Regions from separate parts of the Anser cygnoides genome. Here all the other regions are linked to region 3. A link is a contact called in public Hi-C data. All regions are on one chromosome and are shown on one strand. The core of a region is the stretch at or near the end of the contact, and the rest is flanking DNA. Distances in the headings are between cores, read along the strand shown.

What was found. A called contact is a pair of places that touch in the nucleus more often than the background predicts.
Region 1: a Hi-C map of liver shows a contact between it and region 3, with 3 times the contacts expected there. The contact joins the promoter of RBFOX2 here to the promoter of HMOX1 in region 3. A contact is called at or near these places in 3 of 7 Hi-C or Micro-C datasets (granulosa cells and liver).
Region 2: a contact with region 3 is called in a Hi-C map of liver, with 2.4 times the contacts expected there. The contact joins the promoter of TXN2 here to the promoter of HMOX1 in region 3. A contact is called at or near these places in 2 of 7 Hi-C or Micro-C datasets (both in liver).

Annotation. Positions count from the first base shown.
Region 1 is chr1:56,593,034-56,595,733 of Taihu_goose_T2T_genome, forward strand. RBFOX2 (RNA binding fox-1 homolog 2) reads left to right here and starts at 1,382. Exons shown (of 15, transcript XM_066996780.1): 1 at 1,382-1,442; 2 at 1,445-1,599. The coding sequence starts at 1,397.
Region 2 is chr1:56,485,608-56,488,397 of Taihu_goose_T2T_genome, forward strand. TXN2 (thioredoxin 2) reads left to right here and starts at 1,537. Exons shown (of 4, transcript XM_048048298.2): 1 at 1,537-1,659; 2 at 1,755-1,915. The coding sequence starts at 1,755. It overlaps FOXRED2 (FAD dependent oxidoreductase domain containing 2), which reads left to right. Exons shown (of 9, transcript XM_066996741.1): 9 at 237-1,370. The coding sequence ends at 487.
Region 3 is chr1:56,883,825-56,886,524 of Taihu_goose_T2T_genome, forward strand. It overlaps HMOX1 (heme oxygenase 1), which reads right to left and starts at 1,368. Exons shown (of 5, transcript XM_013181078.3): 1 at 1,210-1,368; 2 at 773-893. The coding sequence starts at 1,241.

The sequences.
Region 1 (2,700 bases), core at 132-2,631, 290 kb before region 3:
GACCTGCCAAAGTCCAGGCACTGACAAGCGCTCTGCAAGCTCATGCGTAAAATCATGGTGAGTAGGAGCCGTAGGCAGGAGCGCTGTGCGGCAGAGAGAAAGGGTTAAGAGAAGAGTCAGCTGTCTGTTCAGTATGTCTCAGATGTCACATACAAATACCTAAGAGGCAGCTGGGTTGTGTGAAAGGAAACCAACAGATTAAGTTTGTAGTCCCAGCTCAAAAGCTTTTTTGTGACTTCAGGAATGCCTCATATCCCTTCTGTTAAATGGAGATAATACCTACCCCACGCGCATACTGTGAAGATTAATTCATTAATCTTTTTTTTTTAAGTGGAAATGGAAAGAGCCAGAGAAAACAATGAGATGAAGCATCATGGCAGTCATGTCAGAGAGCAAGCAAGGCGTGCAGCAGCTGCAGGCCTGTTTGGTTGTGGGGTCGTGGCAGCTGTCCTCGGCTCTTTGTGGGCACCCCATCCCAGGGCTGGGGGCTCTGTGCGGGGAACACCAGCCGAAAACAACTCGCCGAGGGACCCGCGTGCTCTGGGCGCCCACCGGGGCTGGCGGAGGTGGGAGCAGAGGACAGGGGGAAATGCCTTCCTCCAGCGGTCCTCGACGGGAGCATCGGGCATCACGGGGCGAGAGGAGCGCCCCTGGGTGGTGCCTCCGAGCCGTCTACTGCTGGCTTTGGTCCAGGCCGGCTCCCCAGAGAGATCAGCCGAAGTTTCTGGGGGTCCCTGGGGGGTCCCCTGCAACCTCCGCCCCCCACGAGGATGAGGATGGGAATGCCTTTCCCGGAACGAGCGGCACGAGTAAGACATTCCCCTGCCACTGGAGGAGACGAGCCTCTGTTTTCTGTCACCCCGTGACAGGAACGCCCCACTTTAAGCGCCTTTTAATGACAAACACCACACTTCAAGCCGCCGCCCGCCCCCTCCCCGCGCCGCGCCCGCAGCCGGCCCCCGGCGGCCATTTTCGCGGCCTCGCTCCCGGCCGCCCCGCTCCCCGCGGCGGCCCCGCCCCCTTCCTATAGTTCGTATAGCCACGCCCCCTTCCCCCACGGCCCCGCCCCTCTCGCCCCGCCCGCCTCCGCCTCCTCCGAAGGTTGCCGAGCGGGGGTCGCGCGGCTTCGGCTCCCCGGGCGGGCGCTTCCGGAGATTGCCGAGGGGCTTCGGCCCCTCCCCGTGCCCGAGCCGCTCCGGTGGCTCCGAGCCCGCCGCGCCCGCGCCGCCTCCGGGGCCGCGGCGCCCCCCCCCCCCCCCTCCCCGTCCCCTTCCCCGATCCTCCTCCTCCTCCTCCTCCTCCTCGTCGTCGTCGTCGTCGTCCTCCGGCGGGGCCGGGCGCCGTGCTGACAGCGGGGCCACCGCGGCGGGGGGCGGCCGGGGCTCCGGCGGCGCGGATGGCGGAGGGCGGCCAGCCCCCGCAGCAGCAGCAGCAGCAGCAGCAGCGCAGCTCCTGGCCGCCGGCGGTAACGGCGGGGCCGCCCGCGGCGTGAAGCGGGAGCCGGAGCCGGAGCAGCCCATGCCCGGCGGGGACGGCGCCGAGGGCGGCCACAGCAAGAGGCTGCGGACCGAGGCGGAGGCCGAGGGCGGCGGCATGCAGGTAGCCGGGGGTACGGGGGGAGAATCGGGCCGGGCAGCGGAGACTCAGCCCCCCCCCCCCCCCCCGGGCACCCCCTCGTGGGTGTCCCCTTTGTCCGCTTCTGGGGTGCTTCGCCCGCAGGGACGCGGCGCGGTTCGCCCATCCCGGCTCCTTGCACCCCTCTGGGTCAGGTCGAGGCCAGGTGCCCCCCAAAGGACCTCCCGCTGGAGGTGCCAGCAGGGTGGGTGTCCCCGTGGCATCGCCGCGTCCCGCCTTGGCCTCGCACCCCGCGTGGGGCTCGCCCGGCTCCGACGTCCCTGGAGCCACGGCTTCTCCGACACCCCGCTTCCCAGAAGGAGCCCAGGGAGCACCCACACCTTGTGCAGCTGGGAATTACGATGGGCGCGAGCACGGTGGTGTGAGGTCTGCCCAGCTCTGGGGGCACGCATCCCGCAGGAGATGCGCCCATTGACCTGCGGAGATGCACCCATTTATTGCAACTGGTGCTAAAACCTCTGGTATCGACACAGGCCGGTTCATCTGCTGGAGATCCCTACAAAGGGACTTCAACTGGTCTTAAAATTATTATTTTTTTTTTCCACAAAAGCTGGCACAATTTCTATACCCAGCAAAGGCTCTGCTCAGTACTGAAACGAAGGAAAGCGTTTTGCTCTCTGCTCAGCGAATGCTACGCGGTAGTAAGATCGCAGCGTTCAGACGTGGGACTCCCACAGCAGGCACACGCAGCAGTGTGCAGCCCTGTTAGCAGTAGCAGGGGTTAATTGTGGCTCCGAGCAGAACATCAGGCTGGGTTTCCATGTCAAACGCTGGCAAACAGCAGAGAAATTATGCAGAGAAACGCAATGAATAAAGTCCAGGTTTAAAATGAAACGTCTATGGTCAATATAACCGGTCTTCAGACCAGGATCCCCATACTGTAGTTACTTGATGTTCTTGGTGTAATTGGTGTAATTGTCATCTTTCTGTATGTATGCACATGAAAAGATTCTTCAGTCTTTTGAACATAAAGGATGAACATCTGATCTGTATGTGTACATAGGCAATGGAGCACCCATGCGCTCTATTTTGGCCAGAAGTTTCACTTGACGTTTTTTAGGGCTA
Region 2 (2,790 bases), core at 287-2,786, 400 kb before region 3:
GCAGGAGGTGGAGGAGGGACGTGAGGGACACGGGACAGGAGCGAGCTCTTCTGCAAATAACTGAGATCTCCCTGCGATGCGCTGGCGCTCTCGCAGTCAGTCACACCTCTCCGATGTGCTCCCCGGACAGTAAAAAGTGCTGGTGCTGCGTGCGTGTTCCCAAAAGCCTTTGGGAATTGTTCTCTACAGGGTGTCTCCGGTGAGTCTCATTTACTTTTTTGTGCTCTCCCTGGCAGAATCCTGTTTCCTCTTCGCCCTCACCCGCCAGAAGCTGCCTCCCTTCTGCCAGCAGGGCTACGCGAGGATGCAAGGACTGGCGGGGAGCGAGAGGCTCCGGCGCCACGCGGTAGCAGCCGGCCTGCTGGAGGATTTTGCTGCCGCGGACTTCTCAGGTGACAAACTCCCCGACGGGGACCAGCTGCTGAAGGACCACGTCGTACCCGTCCGCCCGCTGCAGCATCTCGTTAACGCCAAGGACGAACTCTAACGTTTCTCCCGCCGCGCGGAAACCCACGGGTGCTGCTGTGCCAGTACTGTAACAGAGATCCCCGGCAGGGCTCTCCCCTCTCCCCCGCGCCTCTTCCATCCCCATCCCTTCTTCTGCCGTTCACGACTTGCCAAAGACCTGCTCAGATCTTGCTGTTACAGAAAGGACCGACGTGCTCCCAAGGACAAGGCAGGGCCTGAAATCCGGCGGTGCTGAGGCGCCCGCTTTGTCCTTGCAGTGCTCAGAGTTGCCTGAAGGTGGTGTTTATAGCCTAGGCCAGCATCTGCAGCGACATCCAGGGGTCCAAAAGGGGAGATTTGAGGGACGTTTGGGTGACTTACATTGTCACCTCCCTCTTGTGAGGTGACTTGCTCGTGTCCCGTGGCAGCCTGGTGCGGGCGCGCTGCTCCCTGGGTGCTGCGAGTGCTTCGGGATCTGTTTGTGTACCGAATCCAGAAGTGGTTCTCTGGGCAAACTGCACGGTATTTTTGCTGCCTTTGATTTAGGGCGGTGCCGGAGGTGGGCACAGAGGGGTGGTGGGTTTTTAGTTAAGTCCGGCGGGGATAATTTCTCATTTCCAGGAGAGCACTACAAGAGACCCTTCGCCCTACGCGGCTGAGCAGCCTGCCTCCAGTCCTAGGGCAGAGAGACTCACACTGACTGTGGGCCTGCTGTCCAAACATTTCTTCTCTGTACCAAACACCCTAAAAAGCCCCCCCACACACCCCGTTTTATAAAGCATGTCCGCCACCCCTCCTCTTTGCACTGCATCCCGACAAGAAAGTTCCAGGTGCACTTTGGTGACAAAACGCTCGTCCTGTTTCTTTCTCTCCCCTCCGCTCACCCCAAAACCCCTCTCCCAAGGGCTGGCTGGGTGGTGGGCTGCGCTTTCCTGCCCCTTTGTTATCCCCACGCGTTCGTGTGCGTCCCCCGGGGGGGCTCCACGCGGGGCCGGTCCCCTAAATCCCAATGAATCGCGGGGGTGCGCGACAAAGCTCCCCCAGGGGGCACGAAAAAGGTCCCCGCGGAGCAGCCTGCTCCGCCCCAAGCCGGCGGCTGGGTGCGAGTGACAGCAGCGGCAGCCACTGAGCTCCCGCAAACGGGGCGGGGGGGGGCGGCTCCATCCGCAGAGACGGCCGGAAGCGGGTTTGGGCACCTGCGGGCAGGGCGAGGTGCGGGGCCGCGGCCGCGATAGGGAGCGGGGTCGCGATCGGGACGGGGATCGCGACCGCCCCCCCGCCCTGACGCCCCCCTCTTCTCCCCGCAGATGGCGCAGAGGTTGGCGCTCCGTCGGCTGCTGGCCGGCCCCGGCAGGGCCTTGGGCACCTCCGCGGCCCGCCCGAGCGCCTTCAACGTGCAGGACGGCGGCGACTTCCAGGAGCGGGTGGTCAACAGCGCCAAGCCCGTCGTGGTGGACTTCCACGCGCAGTAAGTGCCCGGCAGCGCCGAGCCCCGGGGCACGGCGAGGCTCCGGTAACGCCCTTCATCGCTTCTCGGGGCTAAGTGTCCCCCCAAAAAACACAGAGCGACGTTAACGCGCGTTTTGTACCTCCCCGCAGGCTCACGCTGTGTCTCTGCAGCTCTAGCACCGTGCGCTCTTGGGCCAGAGCTCTTGACAGCCTCACGGTAGCAGAAGCAATGTTTGTGATCGATAAAACTGTTGTTGTGCTCTTGCCAGTTAAAATATTCCTGGATGTTATCCGCTGGATTAACGATGCCGATTATACTGCTTTTTCAAGTGTTTTCACGGTCCTGTAGTGCTGCCATAGGAGTTGTGGCTGATTCTGGGCAAACAGGCTACAGAGCAGCCCCAAAACAGCTGCACTAAACAGACCAAACTGACGAACCACAACCAACATTAACTGGGGTCATCCAGGGAGAAAAAGACAAATAATGGAAAGCCTGAAACCCAACATGGAAGGAGGCACAAAACTTACGTTTTGCATGAGCTTATGTTTTACATGAAAAGGGCACTCAGAGCTTTAACTTGTGTTTTCCTTGGCCTGAGGGAGTTCACAGCTCCCTAACCAGCGTGTTTAGGTGCAGCACTGTTTTCCCTGTGTGGGGCCTTGCAAAATCTGCCGTGGCTGCCATGTTCTTGCGTTAAACGCCTGCTATGTCTGCAATTTTTGCAGCTAACTCTGCAGTAAGTACACAGGCAAGCCTGTGATAATTGGCACGAGCCAATAGGTGTGCAGGTGGCTGCCCCCATGCCTGACAGCAACGCTTGCACCACGGCGGCGTTGTGGCCATCTGGGTTACAGCTCAACACGTGAGCAGGGCAGGGACGAACGGCTGAGCAG
Region 3 (2,700 bases), core at 118-2,617:
CAGGTCGGATTACTGGCTGTTATTTGCAAACCCATGCGTCAGTTCCTCTGGCCTGCCGGGAATTTCTAGCCCAGGTGTTTGCCTCGGTTTGGCTCATGGCTTTGTTATGTAGCTCAGATCCCAGGCATCCCCTATAGCCAGGTTAGACACAGACTAGTAGCTGCAAATAACTCTTAATATTTCAAGAAAAGCAACAGGCTCCTACCTGCTAGCAGCAGATACAGCTTGCTCAAGTTCAGTGCCTTTGAGCAATTTGTTCCTGATCTCAGCCTGCTATAACCCAAGTGACAACTAAACCACTGCAAGGTTTGGGGCCCGACTTGATCTCACAGCCTCACTTTATCGCTAGCCCACCATTATTTCTAGCTGTAACTGCTCAGGGTGCTCTAAATTTAGCGCGCTCCATTCTTGACGCTTAAGCCACTCGCATATCTGCACATTGTTACATCTCCATTAACCGCCTTTGCCACTAATTAACATGCAGGCATTTATGAAGACTCATAAAAGCAGTTAGATTAATCCCTTCAGTCTCACTGTCTTTTTTTCCTGCTTCAGCTCGGCTGCCCATCCCGAAAGGCACAGCCCTGCCTTGCATCCTGCAGGAGGGGCTGGTAGGATAGGAGGGTGCTGTGGCTTGTTTTGCACAGGAGATGCTGATGCTGCCCCCCTCCACCCTGCTTTAGTCCCCACGCATCCTGTCCCATCCAACAGCGTGCTTCCTGGTGAGGAAATCCCGTACCCGAGCTATGCTGCTCTGATGTTAATATCATACCTTAAACTCGTGGAGGGACACCTGCCCCTTCTGGAAGTTCTTCATGAAGGGTGTGTTCTCCGCCTGCTCGTGCACCTCCTTGGTGGCTTCCTTCAAGAGCTCCGACAGGTCCTGAGACATGCTGGGGAAAAGCAGCGGGACAGACATCAGAGTTGTGGCTCCCCTCCAGCAAAAACAGATCTCAGCTCTCTAGGAAAAGCGGGGAGCCTGGGGCGGCAGGAAAAGGAGCAGAGAGATCCCGAGAGCCAGGGACTGGGGTGCCAGCATCCCAGTCGCTGTCCGGAGCGGGGAATACTGACAGACTCCATCCAGAGGGGAGAGGAGGAGCAAGCTGCTCCCTGCAGAGCAGAAACAGGAACACCGTGCTTAAAAGCAGAAGGAGCAATGCACTACTCTTTCAGCTAAAACGTACCCTTTCTCCCTTGCCCCGCTCTCACCTTTCAGAGCTCTGTTTCTGGGAAGTTTCCATGTTTCTCCACGTCGTTTCCCTGCTGTTTGTTTTCTCCTGCTCGCGCTCCTCCTTCCCCTCTGCTCCCAGGACGGCGAGGCGTCTGAGCTGGGCAGCCCAGCTCCCGCATCCAGCTTTATACCGACGAGCCACGTGAGCAGCCGAACCGCTGACCTCAGTGTGAGCACAAACTTCTTGCAACACACTGCACTTCCCTTCCCAGCGTGGCTGTCGCCCTGCCTCGCCCCCCAGAAGGAGGCCAGCCTCGGAAGGCAGGAGGAAGTCACCCGATGCTTCGTGACAGCTCAGCGCAAACAAGAGGATGCCCGGCCACTTCTCCTTCCCCGGGGGGGGGCTCCTGGTGTTGGGGCGGCGGGGTTGGGCAAGGAGGGGTGGGTTTATGGGGGCAATGCCCGTGGCAGGGTGGGCAGCCGCCTCTCCCTACACCCATCTGTGTCCCAGCTGCGCCCTGCCTCTGGAGCTCACACTACATCTGTCCTAACCTGCTCTAGCAAGCCTCCGGTGCAAACGTTTCATTTCCCATGGCAGTGAGCATCTTCATAGCCTCTCACGTAACACAGAGCTTGCTGGCCACGGGATGAGGAGCTCTGCACAGTAGGACGCTGGGCTTTGCGCCAGTCCTGGGCACCCAGGGTGATGCAGGTGCTGTGGCACGTGCACCAGCTCGAGTCTGCAAGTGCCACAAGTACAGCTGCACAGCACCAGACCCTGCTGAATTCACCTTGTCTCCATGCACAGAGCCAGCACAGGTGTGCCTGCACCAACGCATGGAGAAATCCTTTCTGCTCTCCGGTATGATGGCAAAAATACCGTGTTTGTGTGGCAAGTGGCCCCTGCTGTTACCTCCTGAAACGCCCTGCACACGGTTGCGGTAACAGCAGGGGCCACTTGCCCACAGCAGCTCCATCTCCTCCACACCCAGATGGCTGGAAATAGCTGCTGTGTGTGGAGGACTGCAAAGATGTGGTGCGAGACTTGGGGTAAACTCTGAGGAAACGTGCAGAGATTTGCAAAGGCAAATAATTTCTGATTTAGCAAAGGAGAGTTGGTCAAGGCGCTGCTGCCAGTAGCTGGCTTCTCTGCTGTTTTGTCTGGTTCGGTGGTCGAGGAGGCAGCCAACAGATGAAGTGGGACCCTTCTTTTCCATCTGCAGCTCTGCTGGAAGCACAGCTAGCCGGGATGGAAGATGCATTGTCCAGCTGTGCTTTGGGAAAACACAAATTTTGTGTTCAAGCCAAAAGAGCGGGGCACTCAAAGCCAGCGCTGCAGCAGCGGGCACTGCCACCCAAGCCGTGCACCTCACGTGCTGCCTTGGCCCTACACTTACACCCCAGCTGCAGGGGGCTAGAAAACTGTCCCAGAGGAAACGTGCCCCACGCCTGGTTTGGGACCGGGGCAGACATCTGGTGAGCGGCGCAGGCTCAGGAAGGATTACTCAGCGCTTCCACCCTGACTCAGC